Linked DNA regions of Rattus norvegicus: region 1 is linked to region 2. Evidence: chromatin contacts called from public Hi-C data. All regions are on one chromosome and are shown on one strand. The core of a region is the stretch at or near the end of the contact, and the rest is flanking DNA. Distances in the headings are between cores, read along the strand shown. Region 1 holds the start of Zbtb10 (zinc finger and BTB domain containing 10). Region 2 has its middle 85 kb from the start of Zbtb10.

Region 1 (6,166 bases), core at 3,603-6,102, 85 kb before region 2:
CCATTGGTGAAAAGAACCCACTCAAAGTGTCCTTTGACCTCCACGCACTCCCTGTGGTACACAATGCATATTAAATAAAAAACAGGATGTGCATATGAACACACACACTGTGAGGGTGGAGGGAACATGTTTCTGTGTGTGTGTATATGAAAAATATATATCTAATATACATGCACATACATATAAGATATATGTATATATAATGTAATCAAATTCAATATTCTTGAAAGAGTAACTTTTTAGATAAAAGGATAATAGTTGTGTGTGTGTGTGTGTATTTTTAGCATTTATCTTAAGGAAATAGAACAGAACTTAGGTCTATAGCTCAATTGGCAGGTAGAATAGGCCTTGAGCTCTATTCCCAGCACCACAAAATAAATAAGTAAAGAAAACATTACAGTGTTGTTCTTTCAAGGGTGTCAGTTAAAAAGTTGTTTAAAAGCTGACTGGGGGGCTGGAGAGATGGCTCAGTGGTTAAGAGCTCTGACTGCTCTTCTAGAGGTCCTGAGTTCAGTTCCTAGCTACCACATGGTGGCTCACAGCCATCTGTAATGGGATCTGATGCCCTCTTCTGGTATGTCTGAGGACAGCTGCAGTGTACTTATATACATAAAATAAGTAATATAAAAAATGCTGACTGAGCACAGTGGGACAAGTCTTAGGCTACCACTGGAAGGCGTAGGCCGAGCTTTGCGTAATGGCAGTATCACAGTCAGTGAGGTTTATCTGAGGCGCGGATTATTGCTAATTGGAAGGCATAGGCCGGAGGATTGGGACTTCCAAGATGACTAGCTTGGGTTACTCGAAACCCTACCTCAAAAAAAAAAAAAGTTTATAATGGGGAGGATTGGCAAAAGACAGTAAAACAATGCCCTGATTATGACAGCTATCCATGTCCATATAGGGTGATTGAAATGACACAGGGTATTTAGTGATATTAAAATGCATGAATTGCTAAGAACGAGATAGGACCCAACTCACAAATATCCAAACTAGAATGCTAAGTACAGACAGATATACTATTTTCACATTAATTCTGGGTACTGTAAATAGTGGGTGAGATTTTCCTTTTTTCCTACAACTATACTTGAACAATAAAGTTTAATTTTTAATGTAGCAACTAAAAACAATGTATCTTATAATTTTATAGATACAACATTGTGTACAAGGTTTAGCTTTGATAGGAAGGGATTACCCTAGCTGAAAATATTCTCTAGGGTAGGGCACACTTTGAAGTCCTCATCCTCCCGCCTCAGCCTCCTAAGGGCTAGGGTTAAACAAGTGAGCTACCATACGTGGCTCTAACACAGTGTTTTCAAAAGAGTAAGTTCTCCTTAGATAAAAGAGTCAACAGAAAAGTTTATCAAAGAAGTTGTGAGGAAAGACATCATAAGCCCTCTCTCTCAAAGTCTTACTTTTTTTGCTTGCTTGAGAGTAAAATAGCACCATCTTTCTGGGAGACAAGCTGTGCCCATTCCACAGAAGCAGCATGGGCCACTGTTTCTGAAGCATAACAGGCAAAGTGCAGAGCAGCAGAAGCCTCTACCAAGGCATTAAAGGATAGTTTGGTCTGACCAAAGCTCAGCTGAGCCAGGTCTAGGAGTTCGTTCCCTATTGGTCCCACAGAGATAGCATGACGTTTTACAAAATTTAGAGTGAAATTAGGGGACAGATTGCTTGGGATTGCCCCATTCTTCAGGGGTTCCCCTGGTAAGCATCAGGGGGGATTCCCTTAAATATGGCAGAACCCTAACAGTAAGTATGGGGGCTACAGGGGAGAACAGGTCCCTGCTTGTTAGTTGGAGACTGGAAGGGGTGGGGGAATTCCTAAGCACTCCATTTACAGAGGAGAGCCCCTTGTTAGTCACAGTTCCCTTGGCACAGGGCACTTGGTGGCAGAGACCTGTTTCTGATTCCTTCAAGGTTTCTGATTTCTTGTAGGTTTTAGACACATACACACACACACCCCTACTCCTCTCACCACTGTTTGGCTATTAATTACATAAGCACTATACCAAGTCTGCCAACATCCTCAGACCCTAGTGTCATTCATTCTAAGTGTTTTTATGTGTGTGTTGGGTCAGGTCATCTGTGGAGGGCAGAAGAGGCAACTGGATCCTCTGGAGACGGAGTCACAGGCCATTCTGGGCTGCCCAGTAGCTCCCCTCCCCAGAGTATCACTCATTCTCAATTAGTTCATGTTTAAAGATAATTTCACAAAGACGACATTGTGGAAATCATTTTATTTATTTAAACATTTATTCATTAATTTATTTTTTGAGACAGGATTTTGTGTAGCTTAGGCTGGTCGAAAGCCTGTTATGTAACAGAGGCTGTCTTGAACTGGTTCTCCTCCTGCCTCAGCTTCCTCGGTCCTGGGATTACAGTAATGTGCCACCATACCTAACAACAGTGTAGACTTATAAAACATTAGGAAGGATGTCTGTGTGAGCAAAGACATTTAGCACTGTAAATGCCAATTAGGACTTAAAGTGTTTTCATTGATTCTATTGCTATAGAAATCTATAGACAGCAGATTCCAGCCCAAGTTAATGTAGTTCCTATCATACATTAACTAGGGGCACAAGCTAGAGATGAGATAAGTTGAATAAAGCAGATGACATGAATAAATACAGATGACATTTCTCAACATCTTAATCTTATAACTGATGCTAGTAACCACTTACTACCACTGGTAGCATGGGGAGAGGATATGTGTGTTGCTAGGAAGATGACCCACATCCAGAGCGTTATGAGCAGGTAGTCCATCAGTCTGCTCAGCGAAATCATGCTGCTTGTCCATAAGAAAGCTTGAGCTCATGTTACAAGTAATGCATGTCAGCTCATATACAAAACTTCATCACATCAGGTACAAGCATTAAAGGCAAATCACGTCACATGGCTTTGAAAACTCTAAACCCACACACCTCAGCGCTCAGCTTGTGCCTAATTCAGTCAAAAGCTTTAAGGTAACTGGGCCTGGGGACTCTCACCTTAAATCCTAGCCCTCGAGGAGGCGGGGCTGCTGTGAATTCTAGGCAGCCTGATCTACACAGTGACTTCTAGGACAAGGAGGGTTATAAGGTGAGACCACATAAACAAACCAAAAAGTTCCATTCAGGTAAGTTGGTTGTGGTGACAGAATGAGGCTGAGGAGAACGAATTCAAGGCCAGCCAGGACATGGTAATCTGTCTTTAGAAAAAGTGTTAGCAAATATTAATTTATAACACATTGGAGAATTAGTTTATAACACGTTGCTTTAAATTTAAAAAGTTGTGTGCCTGGGTGTCTTCTTGCAAGTATGTCTGTACATCACCGGTGTCTGGTATCGGAGCACATCCCCTGTAGCTGCAGTTCCAGGTAGTAAGCCACCATAAAGGCTCTGGGAACTCACAAAGAACAGCCTCCATCCTAATTTTAAAACTTGAAAAATGAAAGACCACTGCTCTCCCCAGCCCACCCCAAAAGGGAAGCTTCAGGCAGGTCTGTGGGTTCCAGGACAGACAGGGCTACATAGAGAGGCCCTGTCTTTTAAAAAGAAAATTAAGAAAGTAAGTTTAAAAAAAAAAAAGCCTGAAATAGGCTCAAACTGAAGAAGTTGTACAACTTGGTGGCACACACCTGTAATCCCAGTAATTCCTGGACTCTGAGTAATCCTGAAACTGAGGCAGGGTCTAGTGTATATCCCTGGCTGTCCTAAATTAACGATGTAGACTAGGGTGGCCTGGACCCTGTTTCAAAAATCGCCCCCCAATAAATAATAGATAAATCTACCTCACTTTGTGAATTAATGAGTCTAAATGCGCTAATGTTTTCCAAATAGAGCATAATTAAGGGGGGAGGGTAAGTTTATGGGTCCTTAATTGGCAAGGCCTCTTTCTGGGAAGATTAAAAAAAAAAACAACTCAAAAACCCAAAACCAAACCTAGGCTAATATAACTTCGGGAGGCTTTGACCAGCTTTGACCGATGTGATCACTCAAATTCCATACGCGATGCCAACAGCTTTTCTCAAAGTCCTAAAAATTAATTCTCATCTGCTCACCCTGTCTTCGGAGCTGCACTCTCTTCGCAGCCGCACGCGGCGCCCGCAGCAGCTGACTCCTCCCCGCTCGTGGGGAAAACCCTGCCTAATATTTATAACGCTATGACATACTGTAATACTCACAAGGTGGTTGTAGAAGTATAAACACGACTGGAGTTATCTGATTGGCTGCTGGTGATGTAACACCCATGTCAATACTTCCCAGTGAACGCACGTGTTCGACCTTTTATTTAAATTTCCATTTCATCACAGCAATAAGACACTCGGGGCGGTGCATTTTCTGTGAAACGATCGTCGCCCTGGGCTAGAGGTGCTGCCCGGCGTACACAATGCGCCCAAGGAGGTGTCCTCGCGAGGGAGGCACCGCCTGGTCCAGTCTTTTGTCAAGGAACAAAATAAGTTCACTTCCTCGGGCACGGCCACCCGCCCCCCGGTAGATGACAGGGCTGGGACGCGCTCCCACAGCAGTTACTCCCGAGTCCCAGGTGAAGTCGTGGCGAGAGTCGGGCACGGTGCGCTCGGGCGCGCGGCGGCGAGGCGGCCCCTGACACTCGCCAGCTGTTTGTCCTGGCCGAGCCGGCCCCGCCCCGAGACCCCGGCCCCGCGCCCCGCCCGCTTCCTTCCCGTGGCCGCACCCCCGCCCGCAGGCCCGAGCGGCCGGCCCCTTTCCCGGTCCCCGGGCGCCCCCGGCCCAGCCCAGCCCGGCCCAGCCCGCCCCCTCCCCCGGCCGGCCCCCACCCTCTCCCCCTCCAGCGGTTACTGCTACCCCGGTGCATTGTGGGCGCACGGTCCGTTGTTCATTTGCCATTCGACCTCCGCCAGGGCCTGGTCGGACGGAAACGCTCCGCCGGCTTTATTGTCGGCTCGCTATGTGGCGGAGCCTGGCGGCTTAGCGCGCCTCTCGCGTCCGCTCCTCGGCAGCCGGCGGCGGCGGCGCGACTCCCCGAGGACGGAGATCTGTTGGCGGGCCGGTGTGTGCGCGCAGCGCTGAAGCGGGGCAGCGGAGGGGCGCCCGCACTCCTCAACTTCGAAGGCCGCACGCGCCCCGGTTCCGCCGCCCGCCCACCTCTCCGCGCGGGACGCTGCCCGGAGCGCGGCAGGGCGGGGGTGGAGAGGACGCGGCTGGGACAGCGGCGGCGGCAGACGCGTGCGGCGGCCTGGGAGCGAGCGCGAGCCGGCAGGAGGGTAAGGCCGTGCCGGCGGGAGCGCAGCGCAGAGCGGCGCGGCGCAGCGCCGGGGGCGGGGGCGGGGGTGAGGCGTTGGGGGAGCCGCGGCGAGCGCGCGGGACGCGGCCCGAGCCCGGGCGCGAGCCGAGGCACCGGGCGGCGGCGGCGACGGCGGCGCGCGCCATGTCGTTCAGTGAAATGAACCGCAGGACGCTGGCGTTCCGAGGAGGCGGGTTGGTCACCGGCGGCGGCCCCACGAACAATAACGCTGGCGGGGAGGCCTCTTCTTGGCCTCCGCAGTTTCAGCCGCGACTCCCCGCGCCGCCCGTGCCGCCGCAGCCCAATGGGCGCGGGGCCGACGAGGAAATGGAATCGGAGGGCCTGGAGCCCCAAGACTCGGAGGCCTCCGCCGGGGCGGCCGCCGCGGAGGACGCCAAGGAGTTGCTGCTCCCTCAGGACACGGGCGGCCCCGCCTTGCTGGGCGGCGGCGCGGGGGGCCCCCTGCTAGCGGAAAGGAACCGTCGGACTCTGGCCTTCCGCGGGGGAGGCGGCGGGGGTCTCGGCAACAATGGCAGCAGTCGCGGCCGCCCGGAGACCTCGGCGTGGCCCCTCAGGCATTTCAATGGGCGAGGGCTGGCGGCCGTGGATCCGGAGCTGGACGCGCTGGAGGGGAAGGAGTTGATGCAGGACGGGGCGTCCCTGAGCTACAGCACCGAGGAGGAGGGGGCGAGCCCGGGCGATGGCAGTGGGGCGGAAGGCGGCAGCTGCAGCAGCAGCAGGCGGTCGGGAGGCGAAGGCGGGGAAGAAGCAGAGGGCAGCGGTGTGGGAGCTGGAGAAGGAGAGACTGTCCAGCACTTCCCGCTCGCGAGGCCCAAGTCCCTCATGCAGAAGCTCCAGTGCTCCTTCCAGACCTCTTGGCTCAAGGACTTCCCTTGGCTGCGGTACTCCAATGATA
Region 2 (5,819 bases), core at 936-3,435:
GGCAGGATACCATGACTTTACTCAAAGCTGTCGTTTTATTGCGTAATTGTGTAAGACAAATGTAGGAAATGTTCTCTTGTCTTTGTTTTGTATTTCTGAATGAGCATCTCGTCTAGTCACAAGGTGGTCTTGGATTCACTATGTAGCCCAGGCTAGCCTCAGATATCAGAGGCTCCGCCACAGCCACCCAAGTGCTGGCATTACAGGCCACCTCTGGCTCTAGATCTGTCACTTTGCTGTTGTCCAGCATGGGGCTTGAGGAATGCGTAAGAATAAAGTATTATGATGCTCGCGTGAGTCTGAGGAGGCGGAGAGGAAGCCCAACACTTTGTACTTACTCAATAAAATACTTCTTTAAAACTCAGTAAAAAGAGAGAGAAAATAAATTTTCAGCTTAGATCTTTCTTTTTAAGTTAATTAATTATTACTACTGTATGTGTAACTGGCCTATGTGGGTGGGCATGTGAGAGGGTCTGAAAGCAACTTTGGGGAAGGCGTTCTCTCCCACAGCAGGTGCCCTGACCCACGGAGTCACCTCACCAGCCCACTGGACATCAGTGTCTTTCTAATTCAGTCTAACAACTGGACTGGAATGGAGAAACCCCATTAGCTTGTAAGTATGTCCCTCGGGGTGACATTCAGTGTCACTCTAGATGCCAAGAAGCCCCGTTTCTTCACAGTGGTAGTCAAGGATCAGAGCATTCTGGCCAGTGACGAGAGCTCGAGGTCTCTGTCCTGCCTCTGCCATTTGGTGCTGCATGGATCTGTGAACCTGGACAGGCTTTCTTTGTACCTTCCTTTGTATCCTCTGTAAACTTCAATTTCCACATTTACAAAGTGGGATAATATTAATTCCTGTCTTCTAAATGTAAAGAATTGTAAGCTGATGCCCACAAATTGTTTAAGATGGCTTTTGTCAGGAAATGTCACACACCGACTCTTTGGGACTCAGCCTGCAAGTCCCACATGCAATTTAGAGTTCCGTAAACATCATTGTAAGCTCGTTTAGGTGTTTCATCTTCTCCTTTTGGTCAAAAACAATGTTGAAAGTAGATGGGCTACCACAAAACCACACAGGAGCGTGCTTGCAGCTTTAGGGTAGGTGGCTAACTTGGCAGGAGAAACTAACATTCTTTGGGTAATACCTGAAAACAAGGATTCCGGTTTTGCATCTTCAGAACAAACATCAAAGCAAAAGCCCTGGCTGACTAGGCAGATCCGTGTTCTTTAAGGCACGGATTCGATTGGTGCTTTTTTTTTTTTTTTTCCTACCAACCACGTTCTCTGCTTGAAAGTGAATCCTATTTATGGCGAGCGCTGTTTTTTCAATTAGGATTTATTTTCATTTTCCCATAGGCCATGTTAGCTGAGAACGTCCAAAAGTTTATTTGTTTTCCCTTTATGTCTTATGATGGTTTTAAAATAAACCACACAGCACTTATCTGTGAGATTTCTTTTGAAATCCCGGTGAGTTCCAAATAGGTTTGTTTGCTCCTCCCCACCCCGCTCCCACCACACACAATCACACGTACAATACCACCATATCGTAAGCGCTAGAATGCTTTCAGAGTGTAATCAAACCCCTTTCTCATAGCAAACTTAGAGCAGGGTCACTTCCGCTTCGCTAACTTTTGGGATGTGTATGTAAGCTTAGTAATATGTGTGTAGGTCGGATTTAGAAAATGGTGATACCTCTAGGACTGGCTTTTTCTAAAAAATTTACGCTGAAAATTCTAAAACCGTTTTTCTGACCCCAAGGTTAACATTAGTAATATGTTTCTAGAGGATGTTCCGTGTTTGGGGGGTTGGAGGAGGAGATGAATTCATAAACAACAGCCCACATCGCCTAATAGTTCTGTAATGGAAACATATTCTCTGGTGAAATCAATATTCCGGGGGGAAAGCGACCTGGGCCCTCTGTTTGCGGAGCGCCTACCCTCTCTGCTCGGCTTGCTGCGGGCGGTGACCGGGTGTCCTTCTCCTAGGGAGATTGCTCTGCATGGGTCTGGGGATCCCTGGGGCTGGAGGGGAGTGTGCAGCTGCAGAGGGACTCTGTCTCCCCGGGGAGGCGGCGGTGGAAGGAACCAGGGCCAGCTCCCTGGCGCTCCGAACACACTAGGGTCCCCGGCGTCACTGCGCGGTGGCCTGCTCCTCCCCTCTGGGCGGCCAGCAGCTGCGGTCAGGGATCCAGTGCGGAACCCGCCCCGGCTGCGCCCAGCTCCTCCCTTCAGCCACCCTCCCTCCCAGCTCCTATTCGGTCTCCGCTCCTCTCTTTCCACCACACCCCACGCCCCGTTTCCCTGTTCCCCACCTCTCTCCTGCTAATCCACCTCTCTCCACCCCTCCACCCCTTCCCATCCCTCTGGTTGCTCCCTAATCTTTTGTTGTTCCTCTGCTACCCTTTCATTTCTCCCAGTGCTCTTCCCTTATTTACTTCACTTCTATTCTTCTTTATTTGCACCCCACCCCGCACCCGCCACCGAACCCCTTCTCTCTCCTCTCTCCTACAGCTCTCCATCCTTCCTAGTCCCCTCTCCCTGCTTCGTGCCTCTCTCCGGTTTCCCTCCCGCTGTCTCCCCTCTAGCTCTGGGTTTGTGGCTCTCCCACGCCGTTGCTATGGAGTCGCCCAAGGCTGCTGGCCCCTTGGCGCTAGCTGCCCTGAGGCTTTGGGAACAGAGCAGTGACTCTAGCCAAGACTGAGGAGCCGCACCCCTTCGGGGTCCAAGAACAAAGAGTGCCCAGCCCAGCGCAACTCAGGCGCCCCGGGCCCTGAGGCTTAAGACCACCTATAATCTAATCGCTCCCAGCCTCTGTTGGCAGGACCCTGGGACCAAGGTGACAGCTGCGCTCTCTCGTGCAACCTACCTTCCTGGTCCCCTGAAGACCACTCTCTCACGCCCATGCTCAGAGGTGTCACTGGGGCCGGGCAGCCGGCCAGATGGCCCTATTTAATAGGACTGACCTCTTTTGTTGGGGGCCCTAGGAACATCCAGGCCAATTTACATAGGAAAATGGGGTTTGTGTCCCCAATTCAGTGCAGTGCCCTGACAGCCGGTGTCCTTGTCTTTGTGTAAGGACCCCACAGCGTGTTTGTTAAAGTGGTTTATGTGTGCAGATGTGCGAGTATGAATAGCAATTCACCAGGAAGCCATAGCTCCCAGGTCCTGGAGGAAATATGTTAGTCTGGGTTCTGATAAGCCCTGATGCCTCTGCTGGACCCCACAGACGATTGTTTAAGTTTGATTCCTAAGTCTTTGGAAGATTCCTGAAGTCTTTGCTATTTGTGCTTAGATCCTTGTTTTCAAACGTTGTAAGGCTGGACTTAAGACTTAAAGAAGACTACTTGGACTTTTAAAAAACGTTCTTGATGAAAGATTTAATCTAATTGTTTGTCTTCGGGCACTCTGACTCAGCTGTTCATGGATATAACCTGGAACAGGCTGAAAGTTACCATCTGTTTGGTTTGGACTCACTAGCTTAAACATGTGTCCTTAAGTGGTAGACTGAGAGGACAGAGAGACATTTCTTATTTTACCAGCAAGGAATTTGAGTCACAAGAGGTTAAGACAATTTTCCCAAGATCACACAGCTCTGCTGGGTATAAACCCAGGGTCTGAGTCCATGACAGTCAACAGAAAAGAGTCTGGGCCTTATGAACTCTACTGAAGTCCAAGTCCCAAGAAGCCAAAGAAGATGGCCTTAAGTTCAAGGTCAACCTGGGCTACACTGACTTTGTCTCAGGAACAAAACCCCAAACCCAAAACAGACAACAAAAGATGAAGGGGAGGAAAACATATAAATGTCTGGGACACACTGAAGTTTCTCCATCTGGTGCCTCCAGCTTCCACCCATACACCGGGGCCGCCGACAGGTTATGTCTTAGAAGATGAGGATTCAAAGGACTTTCCTCTTCAGCCTTTGCACCTTCACGGTGGCTTTCCGCAGTCTGTGTAGGAACCAGTTCCACCACTACAGTGTTCAAGAATCCTGTTCCCCAGGACCCATTTCTATCAAAATGATCTTCATATGGTGTAATAGTGGAGGGCCCTGTCTGTGTCCCTGTCAGGTGGAAAGTAGGTGCTAACGACTGGCTTAGAAAGGTTTCAACAATGCAGCTGCTTTCTAAAAAACACTCACATCAGGGGCCGTGGTGAAAGAATTCTACTGGATAACCTTCCAGAAGTTTCTATTGCTGCCTGGAAGCCATAAATGAGTTTATGGTGACTTAGTTAAGAATGTCTCTGAGAAGGTCTTTAGTTCATTGTATAGCTCTGTACATTAGGAGGCAGGTTGATGGGCTGGAGACGTCGCTTGGCTTAGTAATTAAGAATGGTCACTGCTCTTACAGAGATTGCTTTACTTCTAGAGTTCACAGCCTGTAACACTAGCTCTAGGAGATCCCTGTCTGACCCTCATGTACACCCACATACACAGAGACATACACATAATCTTTCTTTTAAAAAAGATTCAACCTTTAAAAATTGTGTATATGTGTGTATGTCTATGCACATGAAGGCCCACTACCTTTGGAGGCCAGAAGAGGGTGCTGGGGCCTCCGGAGCTGGAGTTCTATGGGTCATTAGCTGCATTATGTGGATGTTGGGAACTGAAGTCAGATCCTCTGCCAGAGTCCTTAACAAGGGACTGGAGAAATGGCTCAGTGGTTTAGAGCGCTGACTGCTCTAAAGTCCAGCTCTGACTCCAGAGGTCCTGAGTTCAATTCCCAGCAAACACATGGTGGCTCACAACTATCTATAATGGGATCCGACACATTCTTCTTGGGACAGCTACAGTGTACTCATATACATACAATAAATAAAACTTTAAAAAAGAGCCCTTAACAAGTGATCCATCTCTTCAGTCTCATGAAGAAATCTTACATATTTTTTTTTTTTTTAAAGAAGAGACTCTGTGTCTACAAACTACATTTCAAAGAGGGGAGTGAATGGGGATACACAATCGGATTGGAGCTGAAGATGCGTGTTGATTTCTGTTCTGTTTCTCATAACAGAACGAGTTAGAAACGTTTTCTGTTCCTAGTTTGGGCCATCTTAGTGCTAGGGCATGAGCTGTGGGATAGGGTGACAGGTTCAGAAGAGGAACTTTTCAATTCCTTGTAAAGGGATTTCCTTAGAGCATTAAGAATGCATTATATTCTTTAAAGGAACTGTATCCAAGAAAGATATCTAAAATAAGGTTCATAGTCCTTCTATCTCACTTGCTTCTTTTTTTTTTTTTTCTTTTCTTTTTTTCGGAGCTGGGGACCGAACCCAGGGCCTTGCGCTTGCTAGGCAAGCGCTCTACCGCTGAGCTAAACCCCCAGCCCCTCACTTGCTTCTTTGTTTTAGCTGCTAGTTTGTATCTGAATCCATTAGCTTCTGGAGTGTAACAAATAACCGCCACCATCCTGCCTTAAAGCGTGTGTCTGTGAGTCCTCTGGAGGGCAGCAGAGCTGGACTGGACACACTGACTATCTCTAATGATGCTTGCTGGTCTGTGGAGAAAGATGGCGTCTCTGTGCTCTCAGGCTGGGTTTGGCTGAGGAAGCTTAGGCATTCTTGCCCTTTGTCCTTTATCCAGAATGTTCGTCTTACGGTAGTGCACGACAGTGAGAAAGGCTTAGCATTATAGACTCATCTGTCTGTTGACTATTTATAGGGGGCTGCTACTTTGTCCCTCTTACCTCATCTACTTGACCACAGGTCTCAAAGCTCTGCCCATAACAGAGACTGTGACAAAAGGAAGGGACAGAGGGGTCACTGCTGCAGGAAATCCTGGAATTAACATGCAGAGCATATATATTTAATTTAGGTTTATTT

What was found. A called contact is a pair of places that touch in the nucleus more often than the background predicts.
Region 1: a contact with region 2 is called in a Hi-C map of Schwann cells, with 4 times the contacts expected there. The contact joins the promoter of Zbtb10 here to the enhancer-like site in region 2. A contact is called at or near these places in 4 of 12 Hi-C or Micro-C datasets (Schwann cells, kidney, liver and 1 more) and 1 of 1 datasets of contacts at active chromatin or transcription factors (oligodendrocytes).

What each region holds. Positions count from the first base shown.
Region 1 is chr2:94,415,994-94,422,159 of GRCr8, reverse strand. It overlaps Zbtb10 (zinc finger and BTB domain containing 10), which reads left to right and starts at 4,852. Exons shown (of 7, transcript NM_024489.2): 1 at 4,852-6,166. The coding sequence starts at 5,395.
Region 2 is chr2:94,329,022-94,334,840 of GRCr8, reverse strand. No RefSeq gene overlaps it. Among named protein-coding and RNA genes, the nearest start is that of Zbtb10, 85 kb to the left of the region's middle. Within about 2 kb of position 2,185, at least 55 of the 93 cell types and tissues checked have an H3K27ac peak or open chromatin away from gene starts, as enhancers often do. A contact at or near this core is called in Schwann cells, kidney and liver, where this site is marked.